Linked DNA regions of Mus musculus: regions 2, 3, 4, 5, 6 and 7 are each linked to region 1. Evidence: chromatin contacts called from public HiChIP or PLAC-seq and promoter capture Hi-C data. All regions are on one chromosome and are shown on one strand. The core of a region is the stretch at or near the end of the contact, and the rest is flanking DNA. Distances in the headings are between cores, read along the strand shown.

The links. Promoter capture Hi-C pulls out the DNA fragments that hold promoters and counts their contacts. HiChIP or PLAC-seq counts read pairs in DNA pulled down with a chosen protein or histone mark. Capture Hi-C pulls out chosen DNA fragments and counts their contacts.
Region 2: an H3K4me3 HiChIP or PLAC-seq map of embryonic stem cells shows a contact between it and region 1, with 5 times the contacts expected there. The contact joins the promoter of Lhx6 here to the promoter of Rc3h2 in region 1. A contact is called at or near these places in 4 of 39 promoter capture datasets (the HPC-7 cell line, cranial neural crest and embryonic stem cells), 9 of 115 datasets of contacts at active chromatin or transcription factors (SST interneurons, astrocytes, differentiating embryonic stem cells and 4 more) and 2 of 9 other capture datasets (adipose tissue and embryonic stem cells).
Region 3: a contact with region 1 is called in a promoter capture Hi-C map of liver, with 5 times the contacts expected there. The contact joins the promoter of Nr6a1 here to the promoter of Rc3h2 in region 1. A contact is called at or near these places in 2 of 39 promoter capture datasets (liver and pre-B cells), 1 of 484 Hi-C or Micro-C datasets (B cells), 2 of 115 datasets of contacts at active chromatin or transcription factors (astrocytes and fibro-adipogenic progenitors) and 2 of 9 other capture datasets (adipose tissue and liver).
Region 4: an H3K27ac HiChIP or PLAC-seq map of SST interneurons shows a contact between it and region 1, with 10 times the contacts expected there. The contact joins the enhancer-like site here to the promoter of Rc3h2 in region 1. A contact is called at or near these places in 2 of 39 promoter capture datasets (the 3T3-L1 cell line and hippocampal neurons) and 4 of 115 datasets of contacts at active chromatin or transcription factors (SST interneurons, astrocytes, embryonic stem cells and 1 more).
Region 5: a promoter capture Hi-C map of hippocampal neurons shows a contact between it and region 1, with 6 times the contacts expected there. The contact joins the promoter of Ndufa8 here to the promoter of Rc3h2 in region 1. A contact is called at or near these places in 6 of 39 promoter capture datasets (3T3-L1-derived adipocytes, cranial neural crest, hippocampal neurons and 2 more) and 5 of 115 datasets of contacts at active chromatin or transcription factors (astrocytes, bone marrow-derived macrophages, embryonic stem cells and 2 more).
Region 6: a promoter capture Hi-C map of adipose tissue shows a contact between it and region 1, with 7 times the contacts expected there. The contact joins the promoter of Rpl35 here to the promoter of Rc3h2 in region 1. A contact is called at or near these places in 8 of 39 promoter capture datasets (the C10 cell line, cranial neural crest, frontonasal cranial neural crest and 4 more), 10 of 484 Hi-C or Micro-C datasets (B cells, CD4 T cells, cardiomyocytes and 6 more), 10 of 115 datasets of contacts at active chromatin or transcription factors (bone marrow-derived macrophages, embryonic hindbrain, embryonic stem cells and 6 more) and 3 of 9 other capture datasets (adipose tissue, liver and macrophages).
Region 7: a promoter capture Hi-C map of pre-B cells shows a contact between it and region 1, with 3 times the contacts expected there. The contact joins the enhancer-like site here to the promoter of Rc3h2 in region 1. A contact is called at or near these places in 6 of 39 promoter capture datasets (the HPC-7 cell line, cranial neural crest, frontonasal cranial neural crest and 3 more) and 1 of 115 datasets of contacts at active chromatin or transcription factors (astrocytes).

What each region holds. Positions count from the first base shown.
Region 1 is chr2:37,421,548-37,424,536 of GRCm38.p6, forward strand. Rc3h2 (ring finger and CCCH-type zinc finger domains 2) reads right to left here and starts at 1,356. Exons shown (of 22, transcript NM_001100591.1): 1 at 1,220-1,356.
Region 2 is chr2:36,102,810-36,105,509 of GRCm38.p6, forward strand. Lhx6 (LIM homeobox protein 6) reads right to left here and starts at 1,251. Exons shown (of 9, transcript NM_001083126.1): 1 at 1,085-1,251; 2 at 537-719; 3 at 49-170. The coding sequence starts at 1,153.
Region 3 is chr2:38,925,111-38,928,090 of GRCm38.p6, forward strand. It overlaps Nr6a1 (nuclear receptor subfamily 6, group A, member 1), which reads right to left and starts at 1,351. Exons shown (of 11, transcript NM_010264.4): 1 at 1,008-1,351. The coding sequence starts at 1,107.
Region 4 is chr2:36,000,926-36,003,705 of GRCm38.p6, forward strand. No RefSeq gene overlaps it. Among named protein-coding and RNA genes, the nearest start is that of Ttll11, 22 kb to the left of the region's middle. Within about 2 kb of position 1,431, at least 6 of the 459 cell types and tissues checked have an H3K27ac peak or open chromatin away from gene starts, as enhancers often do. A contact at or near this core is called in SST interneurons, where this site is marked.
Region 5 is chr2:36,048,044-36,050,755 of GRCm38.p6, forward strand. It overlaps Ndufa8 (NADH:ubiquinone oxidoreductase subunit A8), which reads right to left and starts at 1,295. Exons shown (of 4, transcript NM_026703.3): 1 at 1,149-1,295. The coding sequence starts at 1,199. It overlaps Morn5 (MORN repeat containing 5), which reads left to right and starts at 1,430. Exons shown (of 5, transcript NM_029309.2): 1 at 1,430-1,532. The coding sequence starts at 1,486.
Region 6 is chr2:39,003,742-39,006,657 of GRCm38.p6, forward strand. It overlaps Rpl35 (ribosomal protein L35), which reads right to left and starts at 1,390. Exons shown (of 4, transcript NM_025592.3): 1 at 1,343-1,390; 2 at 991-1,127; 3 at 366-447. The coding sequence starts at 1,345.
Region 7 is chr2:38,822,690-38,825,484 of GRCm38.p6, forward strand. The region is part of intron 3 of Nr6a1 (nuclear receptor subfamily 6, group A, member 1); the gene reads right to left. Nr6a1os (a long non-coding RNA gene) reads left to right here. Exons shown (of 7, transcript XR_866167.2): 1 at 1-880. Among named protein-coding and RNA genes, the nearest start is that of Nr6a1os, 8.1 kb to the left of the region's middle. Within about 2 kb of position 1,367, at least 311 of the 459 cell types and tissues checked have an H3K27ac peak or open chromatin away from gene starts, as enhancers often do. A contact at or near this core is called in the HPC-7 cell line, astrocytes, liver and 1 more, where this site is marked.

The DNA.
Region 1 (2,989 bases), core at 106-2,605:
ACATGGATATTGATGTCAGATCAGTGATGTAGTTTTTTAACCACATAAAAGGTAAAAACAGGAATCTACAAACTATTCTTAATGAGTCCAAGTCTTAGGCTGTGTATACAAGTTAACCACAAAGAGACTAGACCCACCAACTAGAACATTCGTTTCTTTCCTTCTGTCAAATAATATCACTTTAGTGTGCCATTATTAGCTTTCTCTGGTTAACTCCAAGTTTTTACTGGAACTTTAAAGCCTGACTACTAAAAATGACAGGAAGATTTGTAAAACACTTTTAACACTTTATTCGGGATATAAAGTCAACTCTAATTACAGTGGGTCAAGATGAGAAGAAATTCCTTAGGGTCCTAAGGTTAGGAGGACAGTGGGATTAAAAAGAACCGAGGTGGAGCTTAAACAAAAATCTAAACAGGTTGAGAATCACTGAATTTGAATACTTAATGTCTGTGATTACTTTAGACTATTTTGGTCTGAAGGCTGTGTCTGCCAGTATCTTAAAAACTCTGGTGATTTCAAGGATGGAAATGACAGCTACCCTTATCTCCTTCCTAACGACAGAAAAGTACAGCTGTTTCTCTTAGAAACAAAGATGCTTTCTACCATTCTCCTAAGATGGTGGAAGAGTCTCCTTATGAGGCTCCCCCAAGGAAAATAATAAGAAAGGGGGAAAGAAAACTATAGCAGAATTCCCTGGCTGTGCTTCATGCCATCGCTCCTAGTCACATCCCCTGGTCCAGCCATCTCCCTCCAGGGAGGTTAAGCCCTCCCTGGGCATTGTTTAGCCAGGGTCCCTATTTACAACACTCAGATCGCCTCCATCCCAGCGCTGTGGTCTCGGTAAGCCCAAGGGCTGAAAAGAAAACGCTAAGACAGGACCTGATCTCGGGGACCTTTTCGAAAGCCCCTCTTCCTACATGGGTTAAGCAAAGAAGGAAGCCGGCCTCTGTTCGGGTGGGATCCTCAGTGGTCAGAGGCGTCCCTTCAGCCGGTGCTGGAGAAAGGTGGCCATCTGAGCGTTTCGCTTCGCATCAAAAAGCCCTACCAGAGCGAGGGGCCTCTCTGTCGTGTCAGGTGCGGCCCGCGACTCCCAACCCTCGGGGTACCGGCGGCCACCGTGCACAGGCCGCCGGGCAGAGACAGCTCCCCGCCCCACCTCTGAGGACCCGGCAGCCGGGCCAGGGCCCCAGCCGCATCTTGCCCGCCCCCGCCCTACCTGAGGGGCCCGGGCGGGGTCGCTAAGGGCCGCTCCCGGGGGCCCCGCGACGGCGCGGCTCGGCGACGGAGGCGCCTCGTCTCGCCGGGGCAGAGCTCGGCGGCGGTTTCAGGGCCTCAAACTCCATCGGGAGCTACAGGGACAGCCCCGTTGGCGGCGGCGAAGGCCGCGACGGGGCCTCCTCCTCCTCCCTCCCTCCGCCTCCTCCTCCTCCTTCTCCTCCTCCTCCTCACCACGGAGGCGGACCTGGAGGGATCCCGATTTAGCTCTCGCGAGAAGATACTGTTCACTTCACGCGAGATTACGCAAGCCCGGGAGTTGGGGCAGAAGGGAAGCGTAGTGGCCCGGCCACCAGAACTGCGCATCAGTTTCCCTCTGAAGAAGAAAGCCACCCTCGTCACATGACAAAGGAACCCCAGAGTACTGTGGGAGATGATGCGAGGACTAGGCAAGACGAAGGGCCTTATGGGAAACTCCCTGCACATCTAAGCCTTGACCAGGAGGCTTGCAAGATTGAGCCAACGTTAAATTTATCATCCATAGAGCAGAACCTGCTTCATCTATGTTACAGTCTACTTTACTCTCTTTGTAGTGAGATACTAACCAGATTAGCAAATAATTCTCCAGTTTACAAAAACCAGGACCAAAGTGAAAACGTTTGGCAAACCCACCTACCTCATCTAAAATCCCAGATGCCTCAAAAGTGAGAAGGATCAAATTTTACAAGTTTTGGAATTATAACTCAATATTTGTTAGAGGACTTATGGCAACCTGTAAGGTAGGAATTATGAAGAAAGACTGAAAATAAGGATGAGAAAAGCAACAATTATAAACAAATATGCCAGGCTGTATGATAACTGATATTTTAAAAGCATTTTAGTTTTATAGTTAATTTATCAAAGTAATCCTAAAAGGTTAATATTGTGAATCTATGCTAATGATGTGCAACTGAATGTGAAACAAAATGTTCAGCAACATCCATGATAATAATCTGTATGTAAGTTAGAATATGGAAATTTCTCTAATGAAGCTTTAAATATACATGAGTTATAATCCAGATGTGGGGCTGGCGAGATGGCTCAGTGGTTAAAAGCACCGACTGTTCTTCTGAAGTTCCTGAATTCAAATCCCAGCAACCACACCGTGGCTCACATCTGATGCCCTCTTCTGGAGTGTCTGAAGACAGCTACAGTGTACTTACATATAATAAATAAATAAATCTTTAAAAAAAAATGCAGATGTGATGGTGCATCCCTGTGAACCCAGCAATTGAAAGGTCCAGGCAGAATCATAGACTGAACTGCTTACAACTGCAGCTCCAGTGACACAAAGCTTCTGGCAAGTGTGACAAGATCGGCTTTTTAGTTTTTGCATTTTGTTTTTTTTTGTGAAAGATCCATTGGCCCCACCTGTTTGTTGTTTGTTTTGTTTTCTGGTGCCTTGGCTAGCCTGTAACTAGCTCTGTAGACCAGGCTGGCCTCAAACGCAGAGATCTGACTGCTTCCCAAGTGCTGGGATTAAAGGCATGTACCACCACCTGGCAGCCCCACCAGCTATACATTAATAACTCATTATTCATAATTTCATCCAATTATGTTAATCAAAAAAGAAAGTTTCCCAACAATCAGGTGTACATTTTGGTATTTTCTTTTTGTTTTTGTTTCAAGACAGGGTTTCTTGTGTAGCCCTGGCTTTCCTGGAACTCACTCTGCCTCTGGAGTGCTGGGCTCAAAGGTGTGCACCATCACCACCTGGCACATTTCTGTTCTT
Region 2 (2,700 bases), core at 1-2,500, 1.3 Mb before region 1:
CAAGGCGTTCATGCTCCAGCGCTTGCTGGCGGGATGGCCGCTGCCTACCTGAAGTAGTCCATCTTGCAGTAGATCTCCTTGTTCTTGATGTAGCAGCTATTCTGCTGCCTCAGCGATGTGCGACACACGGAGCACTCGAGGCACCGCACGTGCCAGATGAGGTTGTTGACCTGGGGAGGGGGCAGAGGTGGGGGTCGGCTTGGCGCGGGCCTCTTTCACGCCCGCCCCCAGCCTCCCCAGCCTCATTTGCAGAGACAGAGAGACACTGAAGCTCAGAAGGGGCGTATGGCTTCCCTACTTTTCTTCTATAATACAGAGAGGCTCAAGGAAATTGAGATACAGCCTTGCATTCTCTTGTTGGAACCGGGGCAAAAGGAGACCTCCTGTTTGGGAACACTTGCCCAAAGCTGCGCGATCGGTTAGCGGTTGGATTGGGAGGCCGAGGAAAATGGACCTGGCAAGGTCATTGCTTCCCTACAGCTCTTGGGGCTGCAAACCACACCCGTGGGCAAGCAGGCACACCTACCCTGACTCACCTTGAGCAGATACCGGTCCAGGATCTCCAGACCGCAACTGGAGCAGATATTCTTGCCGGCAGACGGCACGGAAGAGGCAGCAGAGGGCGGCGAGCAGACAGACGGTGTGCTGGGCGTACATGGGGAGGCTCTACCTTCGTCCTTGTCCAGAGCGCCTGCCAAGGCCTCTGCGTCTGACTGAGCCTGAAATGGGAGAGAGGAACAGCGAAGCGCTTAGCCGAGTACTCAGAGTTGAATCTGGTTTCCTCGCGCACCGACTGACACCGAAATGTGCCAGGGATGTCGCGCCCTAGGCTGGAGTACAAGAATGAAAGGACCTATTGGAGAAGAAGGGACGGCCCCCAACTTTTAACACAGCGCATCCTGGGTGCAGGAAGCAGCCAAAGCTCACATTCCAGGCCAGAAAAACCAAGGCTCAACGAGAGGCGGCTCCTATCGGCAGTTTTCCAGCGCAGGGGTAGAGGTTGGTAGCCGGAAGGCTGAGCCAGAAGCCCTGGCCTGTGCTGTTGGGGGGACTCGGGGCCGAAAGCAGGACCGAAAGGACTCACCATGGCAGGCGGAGCGGTCCCTTCGAGACAGCGGGTGGTCGCTTTGCAGCCGGACCCTGGCTGGGCCATCACCTGGGGGAGGGGGAGGGAATGCAGGCGACGGCGGCTGCTGAACTGGCTCGGAGCTGTCAGAGCCCAGCGCCTCCCCTCGCCTGTTATATAAACCGGCGCTGAACAATGAGTCCTAACTTTGTAGTGGGCATTTAAAGCCCTTCCCCACAAAAGCGGTGTCTCTCTAATGAAGCAATTTGAATTTGGATTGGGTTTTTTTCCCTCTCTCTCCCCCTCTCCCTGCACTTAACCCGTGGCTCTTGAAGTAATCGCTTAGTTCCTTTGCAATCCAAGCCTCTGAGGGGGAAAAAAAACACGCGCACACACACAAACTACCTGCAATTAGAAATTGTCGTGAATGCCCAAGATAAGAGGTAGCCAGAGTGTCAATTCCAACTGTCAATCAGTGAGATCCATCAGGCCGCCCAAAGAATTGCAAATTTGATTTTTTAATGGTAGTAATTAAAAATCGAATTTTTTTCTCCCTCCGCCCCCTCCCTTCTCCTACTCTCGGTACAAAATGCAAAAAGGAGAAAAGAGAGAAAGAAAGAAAATAAAAAGGAGATGGGGGTGGTGGTGGTGGTAGTGGTGGTGGTGGTTGAGAAAATAAAACCCAGAGCGCTAGGAGCATCCGCCCGCTCGACGCGCGCCGGGAAATTGAAGCGGGGATATTGACACCGATTCAAACGCCTTTGGAGGGCCAGTTCAAGGGAAGCCCCAAGCCAAAGAGGGCGAGATCGGCGAGTGAAATGAGGCCAAAAAGAGAAAAGAGAGGCCTCTTGGAGGAGGAAAGAGAACCCTCCAGACTCTTGGAGCTCCCGGGACCGGCCCCTCATCGAGATCCTCAGCGTTGCGCCGGCACAACCTCTGGCGCATCGGCGCTATCAGCGTCTATTCAGACGGACAATACTGGCCTCGCCTCCTCTTGATTCGCCTATGTCTTTGCTAAATCGCTTTTTGAGAAATTCCTCCAACATTTGCATAATGTGTTCCCGCTTTCCGCGACCCCCCACCCCCGCCTGCCCGCTCGCACGCTCACACACTTGCAGACACACTCTCCCGGGCTCACTCAGCACCCCTCCTTCCTGCTGCCGCCCGCCACCCGACCCGGCCCGGTTGAATCCCGGCTCCCGCTGGCCCCAGGATCCCCGACGCTCACCCACTCGCCTGCTTGCTCACCTGGTCGGTGGTGGGGCCGCCCTCCGCCGGCAACCGGCAGCCCTCGGGCAGCGCCGGGGCGGCGCTCTCATGCTTCCAGTACATGGGCCCGGGAGCGGGAGGGCTCGGTGGGCGCGCAGTGCGAAGAGAGGCGCAGAGTGGGGCCTCGGGCGTCCTGGGGGCAGAGGCTGCTGGGAGAGCTGGAGAACCGAGGCTCCGGCCCCGCCGCCCCGGGCCCAGCCCCAGCTCCCCGCCCCCGGCCTGAGCGCAGTCCTGGCCTCCCTGGCTGCCAGCACCACTGCCTCTGAAGAAGGTCCCGACAAACTTGGAGAGGTCCCTGCAGCTGCTTCTGCGGCTGCCGCCTCCTCCTCCTCTTCCTCCTCCTCCTCTTCCTCCTCCTGTTCTCC
Region 3 (2,980 bases), core at 101-2,600, 1.5 Mb after region 1:
TAGACACTGTTCGGGTCCTAGATCTTCCAGAGAATTGCGCGTTTATGGCGCAGAGAGGGGAGGAGGCAGGGATCTCTGAGAGCCTGCCCTTTATTCGGAAATGAGGAGATGTGAAAGGTGGAAGGCAGGGCAAATAAATAAATAAATCGGGTTTGCCGCGGGAGCGTTGGCCTGCCGCAACGAGCACCCTTTGTAATGCAGGCCTCCCGGGGCTATCGCCTGCGCTAATTGCTCCAGGGCGCTTTCCAAGTTCAAAAGTTCACCTTTTACGACCTCACAAAAGCTCCTTACACTTTACCAATAAAAACATTCCGCCGCAAACACCGAGGGGGGGGGATATCAAACAGAAACAAATAAAACATTGAGCCAGGGAGGGAGCGAGAGCCAGCCCGGAGGAACCTGAGGACTGGGCTGGGAACAAGGGGACGCAAGCGGCCGGGCCAGGTGAGGAATTCTCAGCACCCCGGAAGAGATAGGCTGGGCGGCGCGGGAAGCGTCCGGCAAACGCCGGGAAAAGGCAGGTGTCCCGGTGCCCCAGGATCCCGCTGGAGACCTGAGCCAGCAGAAAGTCGTCGCCTAGAAGAATGAGTCTGAGTAAAGGAAGGCCAGGGGACAGGAGTGAGCACCGAGGTCCGAGAAGGACCATTACCGGTCTGCCCAGAGGCGGAGGCTCACGGGCTGGGAGGAAGCTCGGGACAGTGGAGGAGGAAAACGCTCCAGGATAGGTGCAGGGCGCAAAGGTGTGGAGTCTGCGAGCTCCCTGGTGAAGGAAGAGAGGGTGCTCCGTGCACCAGGGCCTCCTGGGGGAGGAGAAAGGGTTGGCGCAGAGGGGACGGGGGGAGGGGAGGGTCCGAGCAGAGGGGACCGGGGACCCTGCCTGGAGAGTGCGAGCCCAGGGTGGAGTCCTCACTGAGGAGCTGCCCGGCATCCCGGAGCTAGAGTCAGCTTAGAGAAAGAGGGGGTCGCGGGCGTTGGCACCGCCCGGGCTCAGAAGGCCCCTTACCCACCGTTGCGCGGCGGCGGAGGGAGCGCGGCGGGCGGCTCCAGGAACCCCGCCGAGCCCCCGCCGCCTCCCCCTCCGCTAGGTGGCCGTTCGTCCCGCTCCATGCGGCGGTGCTCAGGGCCCTCTCGGGCTTCGCTGCTCCGCCATGACTTGCGCCTTCGTAGTCGTCGTCCTGGTCTTCCACGGGGGGAGGGGGCTGTCAGGGGCCGGCAGGCTCTCGGCCGCCGCACTCTCTGGGCCCCTGAGCCGCCCGGCTCCGCGCCCCTCCGCGCCGCGCCCCCTCAGCACTGGCCAGCTCCCTCCTCTGACGTCACGCGCCGCTGCCACGCACATGCCCGTGAGGAATTCTGGGAAATGTAGTCCTCCCAACGAGGCTGCCCACACGGGACTCTACCAAATAAAGGGGTGATGGAAAAAAAACAGGAAGACCTAAGTAGGGAGAACCCAAACCTATCACTATTACAAACTCTAATAAAATTTCTAATATATTAATATAATAAACGGCTATGTCAGAGTTTTCTCTCTATTGTAACTTATTCGTGATCATAGTGCTCTATGATTCCAACTATTTCCCCACACTAATAATGAGCCTTTCCAAGGAGGCGTATCCACCGGGAACCGGGTGAGCACGTGCAACCAAGCCCAGCCCTGTGGGGGAAGGCCCCAGGGGGCGGGGTGTGTAGGTACTCATGAGGGCTTTCCTCCCGGGCTGAGCGACAAATTGGACCAGAGATTAAAGGACCCGAGTTTAACCCGAGGTGACTGCGTTCGTATGCAAATAGAATCTATACAACTCTGCTTTCCGGAGAAGTGTTTAAAGCCCCTTTACCTCCGGGTGGGCGGGAAAGATTAAAGTTTCTCTTCCTCCTCTTTCATTCCCCGCACCCTGCCCATAGAACAGATGGACAAACTAAGATCACTTCCACTGATGCCACCAAAGAAAACTTGAGACCCCTGACTCCTTGTGTCTTAAAGAGTTCTGTTTTAAGAATGTCCCTTTCCCGGAGTGTTCCCCTTCCCACTCCTGTTCAGTATACCTGTCTCAAAAATGAGAGGTGTAATAAGAATCGGATCCAGTGATAAGAGACCAACTCTCACATACACGCTATCGCCTCAGTTTACAGAAGTTCCCACCAAATAAAATCCTGGATTTTCTCCCCTTCCTCCTCCAGGGCCCACCTCCCGCTGCCACCAGGTGGCGCGCGGCCATGGGGCTCTCAGGATTAGGGGTGGTGGTGATTTTCAGAAATGCCCCGCGCGCGTTCTCTCTCTCTCTCTCTCTCTCTCTCTCTCTCTCTCTCTCTCTCTCTCTCTCTCTCTCTCTCTCACACACACACACACACACACACACACTACACAACCCGCGCACACACACACACACACACACACACACACACTATACAACACACACACCTCCCTTAGGAAAAGACTTATTAAGTTTCAGTCTAGAACTTAAATGCTATCTAGCTTACTATAAATCAAAGAACTCTGGTGCTTTGCTGGGCTTTCCTCTAATGGGCCGTATCGAAGCGGTTTCATTCTGTCACTTCATTCTGCCCCATGTGCCCCTGGAATCCTCTGGCTCTTGTGAGTCATTCTTTACTTAATTGTTTAGAAGTCTTTACTTGGCTTATGAAATCTAACCTGTTCCGATTCCTGCCCACGTTGCTCCCATGCCTCTTCCCTTACCTGCTATTGAGAAGGCTCTGCCAAGCCTTCCTGCACTTTCCATTATCAATATTAATTGGCCTGGTCCATCCTTAGTCTGTGCCAGCAGCTGTTATGAGAGATTGACACTAATGCTGTGTGGTTTAAAGCTCCCACACCTGTTCATTGAGGTAGCTCTGATATTGGTGCTCTCACATACAAATGAAGTGGCACAAAAGTTGATGTCCGTTATATACTCAGTGGATCAGAAAGCCGAAATGCCTCTATAAAGTCTTTAACTCATCTTTCTAGATCCTTTTCTTCAGTAGC
Region 4 (2,780 bases), core at 181-2,680, 1.4 Mb before region 1:
GCTTTCGTGAAATGTCACCTGTGCTGGGGTAGGCTTTGATGATGCAGCTGACCCTGAGTAACCCCAGTAAAGCCCATTAGTTTGGACTTTGGTGATATCCGTACTTTGGTCTGTCATGGGTTTCATATCTGCAGTGAGTGGAAGTCTGTGTGTTGTATCTCCCCAGGAAAATTTTTGCCACACACAGCTGACATTGGAGCTACTTCTACCCCTTTTAAGATAAATGTTCATCCATCCATCCATCCATCCATCCATTCATCCATCCATCCATCCATCTCTCTGTTGTAGAAAATATTTAATCCTAATTCAGGGCTTCAACCCTGCCTTTGACCATATAGTTCCTGGATAAGAGACGCACACAGCCCTTATATTTATAATAAGCCTTAATCAGCACTACAGCTAGGCAGATATCTACCCTCTATGTTTTAAAATCTATTCCCTATGGATAACCCTGAGTTATTACTATGTTTTATCTGGACTGCTCTTAACTCCAATTGGCTAGCCCTCGGGGCCATGCTTTCTTGACTCCTAACCCTTGACATCTTTCTCTTTCTCCTTCACCTTCTCCCTCCCCTTATGGTATCCTCCACACACACACACACACACACACACACACACACCCAGGCTGGGAACACCAAGCACCACCAACCTTAATTCTGCCCAGATATAATCTGTAGGCATCTCTATTTAACAATCAGAAGTAACCTGGAGGCAAGGTCACATATCATCACTTGGGTCTACATTCGGACTCTCGTCTCTGGGGCAATCAGGCCTTGTACTTAGCATTACAATCCATAGCAACAGAGCAAACCTCAACATCTCTTACGTGCTGAGGTGACAGCAGTGGACACACAGCCAGAACTGCTGCCCTAGGGGCAGTAAGTAACTCATTCTTTAGTGTGGAGGGAAGACCAGAGCACTGGGGTTACTTAGACTGTGGGTAGGGATCAGCTGGACAAAAGCAGGAAGAGAAATAGCCAAGAAAGCCATTTACTGAGTGATGAGTCAGAGAAGCGAGCAAAACACTCCAGGTGGCAGCCCGTAATCTTCACACCAAGCTGCCCCAGCATCTGCCCTCATGGCGCATCCATACCGTGTGGTGGATGTACCAGTGTACACCACAGGAGCCCCTTGCAGGGACAGTGCCTTTGAGGAGATCAAAGGCCTGGAGGACGTCATGAAGGAGGTGAATTCGGAAGCTGGACTTTGGAAGACGGGTGGGAGCTGGTCAGGTAGTAGGAAATGTGAGGCGCGTGGCACCTCAGAGGTGAGACTGGGACTTAGCTAGGGTTTAGGGGCTTACCACGAGGAGAGGAGTAAGGTGCAGGATCAGGACGTGGGCTGGTGCTCCATTAGGACATGAAGAAACCAGCAGAGGAAGAACTGAGGAGAGGAAGGGGTACCAGGAGAGGCGCTGAGGCTGGGCAGCCAGAGCAGACCAGCTGCCAGTAATTGAGGCTCGTTGTCTTCGCCTCCATTCATCCCCAGCGCTCTCAGAAGCTGATTAGCAATTGTTCCTCCAGCTTCTTGAGAGGCTGGGGGATTGCAGGGGTGGGTAAGGGGGGAGGCCAGGGGATTGCAGGAATAAGTATGGGGAGAGGCCAGGGGATTGCAAAGGTAGGTTGGTGGGGGGAGAGTCTAGGGGACTATAGGGGTAGGGGGACCATGAGATTGCAAGGGTAGGTGGGGTTGGGGGTAAGAGGACAGGGAATTGCAGTGGTGGGTATGGGAGGGTGCTAGTGGAGCCAAGAGGCTTTCTTAGAAGGATTTGCATTGATCTAGGGGTGTGTGCAAGAGGTCCCCTCTTGCTGGGCAGTGGTGGCACATGCCTTTAATCCCAGCACTTGGGAAGCAGAGGCAAGCAGATGTCTGAGTTTGAAGCCAGCCTGGTCTAGAGTGAGTTCCAGGACAACCAGGGCTACACAGAGAAACCCTGTCTTGATAAAAAAGGAGGAGGAGGAGGAGGAGGAGGAGGAGGAGGAGGAGGAGGAGAGGAAGAGGAAGAGGAGGAGGAAGAAGAGGAGGAGGAAGAGGAGGAGGAAGAGGAAGAAGAGGAGGAGGAGGAAGAGGAGGAGGAGGAAGAGGAGGAGGAGAGCCCCCCCCCCCGTTGGTGAGACACCTAGCTCTCCTGCCCCTCTGCTTGCTCTCTTCCCAACTAAACCTGAGGGAAATAACTAAATATCCTGAGACCAAGTGAAGGCAGAAAGGCCTTTAAAGCTGAGTTCAGAAGAGGCCAGCAAAGATAGCTCAGCAGGTAAATGTACCTGTTGCCAAGACTCATGACCCAAGTTTAATTGCCTGAACCCACATGGTAGAAAGCCTTGCCCCAGAGCCACTAACTTGGACTTAACCCTGATCCCAACCATGTCTTGTCAGGTAAGTCATCTCGGAGCAAGGTGCTTAGGAGGGAGTCCTATTTTCCCTAGGGCATTTGGCCACTCCCCTACTGGCCACTGAGGGAAGTGTGGGCACAATGGCTTCCCAACCGTGGGGAAGGCGCCCAAGAAGAAAACTACTGGGGCTGCAGAGATGGCTCAGCCCTTAAAAGCATTGACTGCTCTTCCAGAGGTCCTGAGTTCAATTCCCAGTAACCACATGGTGGCTCACAACCATCTGTAATGGGATCTGATGCTTTCTTCTGGTGTGTCTGAAGACAGCTACAGTGTACACACATAAAATAAACAAGTCTTTAGAAAAGGAGGAGGAGAAAGAGGAGGAGGAGAGGAGGAGGAAGAGGAAGAAGAGGAGGAGAAGGAGAAGGAGAGGAAGAGGAAGAAGAC
Region 5 (2,712 bases), core at 45-2,544, 1.4 Mb before region 1:
AATTAAACATCTAACAAAATATGTCAACTCATGTTTGACCAGTTACACGGTGGGATAAGAATAAAAGACTGGCTGATAGGAAAATCCTTTCTCTCGCCTCTAAGTCAATTTCATATAAATATGCTAACAATTTCTTCATCTGAGGAAAATACCAAGTTGCCATCCTCACAGGTTTGTGAGAGCCTACGTGAAGTCGTATAGGAGAACATTCAACACAGTGCCTGCCATGACAACACAGCCATCTTTTCCCTCTGTCTCACAGTATAAAGTCCAAACTGTTCCCGCCTCGTCAGTGACTTCTCTAGAGGCTTAGCACCGCTAATCTAACAGTAGGCTGACATCAGACAGCTCTCAGCTTCCTCGACAACACGGTTCTACAAGTCCTTCCTCACTCTGTTGCACTTTGGCTGAAAGATTTAACAGGCTGGGTTTCAGAAAAGATCTGGGTTCCTGTTACAAGTCTTCCATACACTGTCTATGTGACCTTGGGCAAATCGCTTCTACTCTTGGGGCCTATTTCTGGTCTACAAGGGAAACCAGTTATACCCTACCTTACTTTGTGTTCCAATTAGCAGCCCGGCCTTTAGAAATGGAGTGATCATGTTTGTGATAGTTACAATAGCACACCACTTTTACTTCACGTTTCACAGAGCCATGCACTGTGCTGTACAGCCTCTTTATCTGTCTCTTTATAAAACTATAAACTATAAGAGCTGGGCACTGTCTCTTACTTCCCATTGCACGTGCACATAACAAATACTTAAATGTCTCTCGAAGAAGTAAATGCTTTACTTGTGTCCCATTACCAAAACACCCTGGCCCATGCCAGACTCACTGTCCAACACGTACTGTGTGCTGCCGCGGCACCCAGGCCTGCTCTGCACCGAGATTTTGACAGACTTGGAAGGGGAAGGTGAGCACCAAGAGGAGGCAGGCTCGCCTCACCGGGAGGGAGAGCAAGGGGCTAGGTGATGCTAATGGAAAGTATCACCCGATTCACAAGAAGAGAGGCCGGTCGCAGTGCGCACAGGAATGGCTGGAGCCAAGGCGAGATGTGACCATGCAGGTCGCAGAGGCCGGAACCGTGCCTGGGCCCGCCTGAAAGCTGCAATCCCAGGCTTCCCGCCTGCCCTCAGGAAGAGCCTCACCTCCTCCACTTTCAGCTCTTCCAGAGTTGGCAGCTCCACTATCCCCGGCATGACGGCGGTAGCCGCGACCCTGACCAGGTGCCCTCGGCCGTGTCGCCCGTCTCCTTCAAGTCCCCTTTGGCTGGCCAAGACTGCCCGGTACCATCTGCGCATGCGTCTCCAGCGACGCGCAAGCGCACTGCTCTAGGGCCGCTGGAGGAGGCGAAGCGTAAGCCATTCCAGGAAGTCTAGCGGTCCCGAGGGGCGGGGCTTCATCTGGTCTCCGCCCACATCTCCTGGTTGTCATAGTGACGCCAAGACAGCTGAAGTTGGTGTCTGTTAGACACTAGCTGTTAACATGCAGTACACCGGGAGCCAGTATTTCGGGGAATACATAAACGGGAGGTAAGCCCCCATTCGTCCATGTCTCCACTTTCAGGCTAGTGAAAGACAACTGTTTTTAAGCCTCCGCCAAGGACCCTCAGCCAAATGCTTTCAAAAACTTGTTCAACTATAGTGCTCAAGCACAGATACCTAATAAGTCGCATAGGTAGGATTCACTCATTCATTCTTTCATTCATTCATTCGTGTGTGTGTGTGTGTGTGTGTGTGTACGAGCGCGTGCGCGTATCCCCTGCACCCATGACCATCTGTAACCAAAGTTCCTCTTCTGGCTTCTGTAGGCACCAGGCATGCACATGGTACACATTATATACATGAGAGCAAAACATACACATTAAAAAATAAATATTTAAAAAATTATGCAGGCAAAGAAAACTAGAAAATGGTATTCAGAGCTGGAGAGATGGCTCAGCAGTTAAGAGCACTGACTGCTCTCCCACAGGTCCTGAGTTCAAATCCCAGCAACCACATGGTGGCTCACAACCATCTGTAATGAGATCTGATACCCTCTTCTGGGATATCTGAAGACAACTACAGTGTACTTAGATATAATAAATTAATAAATATTAAAGAAAAAGAAAAGAAAGTGCTATTCGGCAAATACTGATTTTTCTCTGTGTCCAGATTTTGAATTTGACCCTGGTCAGAATCCCTGCAAACACAGTGGGACGGTTAAGCGTAACACAGTTATGACAAGTAATCAAGGTCAGCCCTGTGGTCAAGAGAGGCAGACCACATGTGAGATGGTCACTTTGCCTTGCCAGCAGCTCTGGATGAAGAAAGCAGAAAATTTTTTAGAGCTGGAGAGGCCGATGCTGGGGGGGTGGGTAATGGACAGATAAGCGATAGTTGTTTGGGCTATAAAGCACTTCATGGGGCTGTAGAGATGCAGAGATGAAGGAGGATCTGTATGCACAGGCTAGAGGAACTGCAGGGTGTTTTGAGGAAGCAGGAGTAGTGGTCTAGCCAAGCACAGGGACAGATTCTTAGAGAGAGTGGCAGTAATATATATAATGGGATGCTGTCCACATCTTCAGTCAGCTTTGCAAGGGAGATGGTATTATCTCAGCTTCAAGGTTAAAGGGTAAAAGGGAGCCTTAAAGGACTCAAGACCCTTGTCTAACCCTTTGGAAAGTGGCAAAGATGCTTGGGTGTGCAATGCCTTTCATGACAGTGAGACAGT
Region 6 (2,916 bases), core at 140-2,639, 1.6 Mb after region 1:
CAGCAGGTGCTTGGCTGTGAGACAGACACCCTGAACAGCTAGCTTTGCCTCAGGCTAGGGTTCCAGTTCCATCTTCTAACAAAGCAATCTAACCCAACAACTACCACACAGCTGAGTTCAAAGCTAGTGTCCAGTCCACCCTCACATCCGACTTTTTTTTTGGGTTTGGTTTTCTGAGTGCTGAGATTAAAGGCTTGCGCCACCCTGACCAGCCACATCTGACCCTTTGACACCAAGAACTCCTGTCAGTTCGGGAAGCTGGTAACTGGGCAAACTCAGCCACATAATGGGAGCTTACTGAGGCCCAGTCCTCCAGTCCCTTGTACCCTATACCCTTTCCACAACAGTTCCTGGCCAGTGCTCACCTTGTAGAATTTCCTGAGGTTTTCTTTTTGAGTCTGGTTAATAACAGTGAGGACTCGGGCGATAGACTTGCGAACGACTCGTCTATAAAAATAGATGGCAGTGAAGATCAGGTAGGCACATTAACCCCTCCAACACAAGGCCCTCATTTCTGCCACCCAGGAGGGAAATCTAGAGATAAGGACAGGTTTGTCAACAGATAGACGTGGACACTTAATGCAGATTTGGCCCAAGAACTTATCCCAAAGGCCAGAGACTGAGACCATGCCTTCAAGTTACCTAGTTCAGTGTAAGGAATCACAAATTGGAGAAAAGAGAACAGGTGTGAAGAGAGGACATTGAAGCCAGGCAGAGGCCACGAACAGCTGATTTTAGTCATGGTGATAAGAGATCAACTCGTGACTGGAACACATGGGCTCAGCGTCTCTTTTCAAGTTTCCCTCCCTTGTCGTCACCACTTGCTTCCAGCCGTACTACAACCCATGTGAGGCGGCACCACCATGGCCCTTCAAGGAATGCCCTATTCTCTCACCACAGTAGTTGGCCAAGGACAGTCGAGGGGAAATGGCTCAAGGGGCCAAGGCAGGGAAGGGGAAGCACCCAGCTGGGACCTCAAGGCCCACTTACATCTTGGAGAGCTTGGACGCGGCGCCGCCTGTCACTTTGGCGACCCGAAGCTGGGACAATTCCACCTTCAGATCGTCCAGTTGTTTCAACAGCTCCTCCTTCTTCTTGCCGCGCAGGTCCCGAGCCTTAATCTTGGCCTGCAATGAGGAGCGACTCTATGGGTCACGGAGCTCCCGCTTCGTCCCCGGCCGACCCAGGAGGGACGGTGCGCCAGAGGCCGCGGCGTAAGCGAGGGCGGGCAGCCTGAGCCGGCCCCCGCTGCTCTCTGAGTTCCCCCCGTCCGCCCCGCGCCCCGCGCCACTGTCCCCACGTGTCCCCGGCGACCGATGGCACCCGATTCCCGCAGCCTCACCATTTCGGCGTTGTTCACGGCTGAAGCAGCCTGGTTCGAGAGAAAGAGGAAAGGGCGGGGCCGACTTCCTCAACTACTGCCGGGTGGCGCCGGGCACGGCCAATAGCGTCGCGGTTTGGGAGGCCCGCTCCGCCCCTGCGCAGCCGCGGCCGTGGTGCCCTCCGCTTCCCGGAAGTCCTGCCTTCCTAAGGTTGGCTGGTCTCTAAGCGACCCAGCTGGGGAAACTGAGTCTCGCGATGAGCAACACCGGGCTGGCTGGAGGCAGCGCAGAGAAGGCTGCAGTTCTTCTGTTCCCTCGGTTTTATTCGGAAGCTTGAAGTTCTCTGGTCTGTGCGGGGCTGAGCTAGCCGCGGGTGGTGTCAGGGTGCGGAGGGCATGAGGTGTGAGGGTTTTCTTTAAAAGTTTGAGACAAGGTCTTATTCTAAATCGCTTCCTAATGCTGACAGTACAAGTGCCACAATGCCTCGCAAGTGTATGTGAGAGAGCCAGCGAGCATGGAGGTTGGAGAACAACCTGTGGGAGTTCTCTTCTTCCACTGTTCGGCGCTCGAACGTCGAACGCAAGTGGTCAGGTTCGACCTAACCATCTCGCTATCCTTTTTTTCTTCTTTTCTTTTTTAAATACAAGGCCTCCATATCTATCTATCTATCTATCTATCTATCTATCTATCTATCTATCTATCTATCTATCTATCTATCTATCTACCTACCTACCTACCTATCTCCTGGACTTGTTTTGTACCCAAGTTTGGTATCCAAAGTGCGCCACCACCTGGCAAGGGTAACAATAAAGTCATCCAGCAAGAATTTGCGGAGATGGTATGTAGTAGTACAAATCTCATCCCCAGACTTTTGTGGGATTTCTGATTATTGCTTTAGGTCTGGGCACGGTGTCACAGCGCCCAGGCAGTGGAAAAGGAGGATCCGGAGTTCAAGCCTTCTTTATTACACCAAGATATATTAATGAAACCGTCTCCAGAGAGATTCCAAATCGTGCTGGTAGCTTAGTTCCGTGGTAGTGTTTCCCTGGCATGCACAAAGCTGTGTGCATTCCCGGCACTGATACAAGAATAAATAAAAGCTCCGAAACAGAGTCTTGCTTTATTGCTAGTACCAGTTTATATCTTGGCAAGTCCCTTCGCGTCTCCGGTTAGTGTATCTTTGAGGATTAGAGGAACTAAACTGAAAACCTGCAAAGCTCCCAGCCAAGACCTGATATGTAAAGATTGGGGAAATTATAACATGGTTAAAGTGCACATGACCCTTTGCCTACAGTCCCAGACAGACCGCTAGCATCTAGATCAGAACAAAGCAGACGATGTTGGGTTTGTGTGATGAGTTGACCAAACTGACCAATTGGAGCCCTTTCTTTGCCAAGCTCCATTCAGCAGCTGCCCATTTTTCCAGCAGTTTCTCAATTGTTCATGACTTGATGCTGATAGAAGAGGTACTCAAGGTACTGTAATGAAAGCTGGGCGTGGTGGCGCACGCCTTTAATCCTAGCACTCGCGAGGCAGAGGCAGGCGGAGTTCGAGGCCAGCCTGGTCTACAGAGTTCCAGGACAGCCAGGGCTAT
Region 7 (2,795 bases), core at 117-2,616, 1.4 Mb after region 1:
TATACTATGCTACTATGTAGCTAAATTTGGCCTAAAACTCACAATCTTTCCTACTTCTGCCTCTCAAATGCTAGACTTACTACAGGAACACACCATTTCTGCTTCAAACACCACTTTTATAATTACCTTATCAAACTGCAAAATCAGGTCCATGGTCTGGAGAGGAAGCTGGCTAAATCAAACAATTAGTTTAGTTACAGCACAATTTATCAACAATAGGCTGGCTTAGAACTGTGGCATCAGCTGCATTATTGTATTTTAGAAAGACTAGTTCCCCCGACATGTATATAAGGTGTAAGCAACTACTCCGTGGGTCATGCCATCAAACAAAAGCAACACCTACAAAGTCTCTCTCAGTGACTAGAAGCAGCCAGACACTCAAACTGCCAGTCCTGAATTATGGCCTCTGAATGGTGAGGGCTTCACATTTCACCGATCAGGGCACAGCCCAATCAGAAGACAAACCCCTGCCCTGGCGGGGACCAGCAAATCCGCTTTCTTCCAGTGTGCACATGACTGAATGTGCTTCTGTCCATCATCTGGGTCATATATAGTTCAATGCGAGCTAAGCAGACAGGGCTGCAAGGAAACCTGGTGCGGTTCAATACCTTGTCTAGCCTGGGCTCCAGGATCTTTTTTTTTTTTTTTTTTTTAAACTGACAAACTCATTTTTCTACTGGGACAGGATGCTGTGCTGGCTGAAGTTCCATTTCTACAGCAAGAATCCTATCTGGAAGCACAGAAGTTGTCCTCTAGCCACAGCAGCTCCAACTTTTTTGTTGTTGCTGCTTTCTTCTATCACCCCCTTCCCCTTTTGACAAAGATCCAACTGTAGAAAGTCTTACGTAACAGTTCAGGACTACTTCGGTTCTTTTACCGGGTAAGCACTTTCATTTTTTTTCCAGCTAAAAACCATTTTAAAATTGCATCTGTTGAGAGGCTTTGACTAAAACCTTTTCAGTAATTTGTGTAGTGAAATGCTGTCACTGATTTTTTCGGCTCATTTCTGCACGTGCTCCTTTGTTCTCGGAACAGAAGCTTTATACGCTCCCCATAACGCAGCTGCAGAGTTATTAAGTCAGTTATTATAAGGAACACAAAGGTTGCTTTGCATTCTTTGCCTTTAGGTAATTAATTTTCTATTTGTTTTTCTTAAAACAATATTTAAATAAGGCAGAAATTAACAAAAGAATAAACTGTTAGAAAATTTAGCAAAGTTTGAAGTTTTTACCACCTTTTCTATCCGTAGTTTTGCATGGCCAAACACTTGTGCCGCCTGGGGCGTTGGGGGTAAAGGCAAGCATAGACAGAGAGGAACTAAGCCAGACATGGACAAAGGCATGAGCCAAAACCAGACAGTCCTGGCCGTTCGATAGGCCAGCAGCGGGTGAGACAGGTCAGCCAGCTGCGGAGGTGGGAGGGGGGAAAGGGGGCATGGATGTGTGAGGTGCTCATGCGTGCAATCGTGACTAGATTCTGAAACTGCCAGCCATTTTCCAAGCTATGCTTTGTATAATCTAAAGGAATGTGTGTCCCCTGAAGCAGTCTTAGCAGAGCCATGGAAAGAAAGGAGCACAAGAGACACCAGCAGCACACAGAATCAGAAAATACTGGGAACTTGAGTGGGCAAGAGGGAATGCAGTGTGTGGAAATTTTTTAGTGATCTGGAATGTGTTGAGTGACAGGAAGTGCCCCAAGCAACCCCCCCTCCACTCTTCTCAGTCTCGCCTGCTTTTGTCTAACTCTTGTAATCTACACACTACTGCTTACAAAGCTGTCTGAGTTTAAGACAAAAAGAAACATAAAAGGCTCTCTCTCCATTTCATAGTACCTGTGAGAGAGGAGAAATGTAAACGCAATCCTATCGAGATTTTCTTTTTCAGGTATATTGAAGATACTTAAAATAACTGTTTATAGATAAATGAGAATTGTAAATTATAGTACCATTTTAAACCTATAATTAAAAAAGATTAACCAATTCTGGTATAACTTAGGTGGGTTCCTAATTTGAAGGCAACTTGTTTTCTTTGATTTTTATGTTACATGTGAAGCTCGATTTTCTTTGTATAGATGTGGGCTTTGGGGAAAATATTTGAAGTAATAAGAAAGTACTTTTTAAAAAGGGCGGGGATGGTTTCCCTTTGTGGGGTGGAAAGCAGTTTAAAGGACTAGTTCCTTGAGAAAAGCAGCTGTCTCTTACTTTTGTTTATGTGCAATCAAGTAACTTTATAATATAAAAAATGCTAGAAAAAACTTTTCAGACAATATAACATTATTCTAAGTGGAAAAAAAAAAACACACACCTAATCTGGCATGTTTCCCAAAGTTCAGGAACACTTAAAAAAACCAGTTAAATAATTTAACACCTAGCCCAACTTAGGAAATGGAGAATTAAGCATGTGTCAGACGCTTCTTTCTAATGGTTTAGCTCCTACCGCAGAGTGTTACTGGGCAGCCTAGGAGTTAATCTTGCCTAGCGTGGCTCTGAGCTCTCATGCCGAGCAGACGTTATTCACATGACGATTCGAAAAGTCCATTCATGTATCTCACTACCTGGATTTGAATAGAAACCAGACAGCAATTCTTTAGTTCCAGCCACATTCGCCCCACTGGACAATAGTGATTTGTTAGCACACAGTCGCAGGCTGGGGAACACAAAGCTCAGAGCTGCAGAAAGATGCAGAATTCAGAGAACAGGAAGTTACAGGCTCCACACACTCCTGGCAGCTCTGAGATTTGAAGAGAATAAAAAAAGGAAAGAAAGAGAAAAGGGCAGCACGGAGATCCGAGATGCC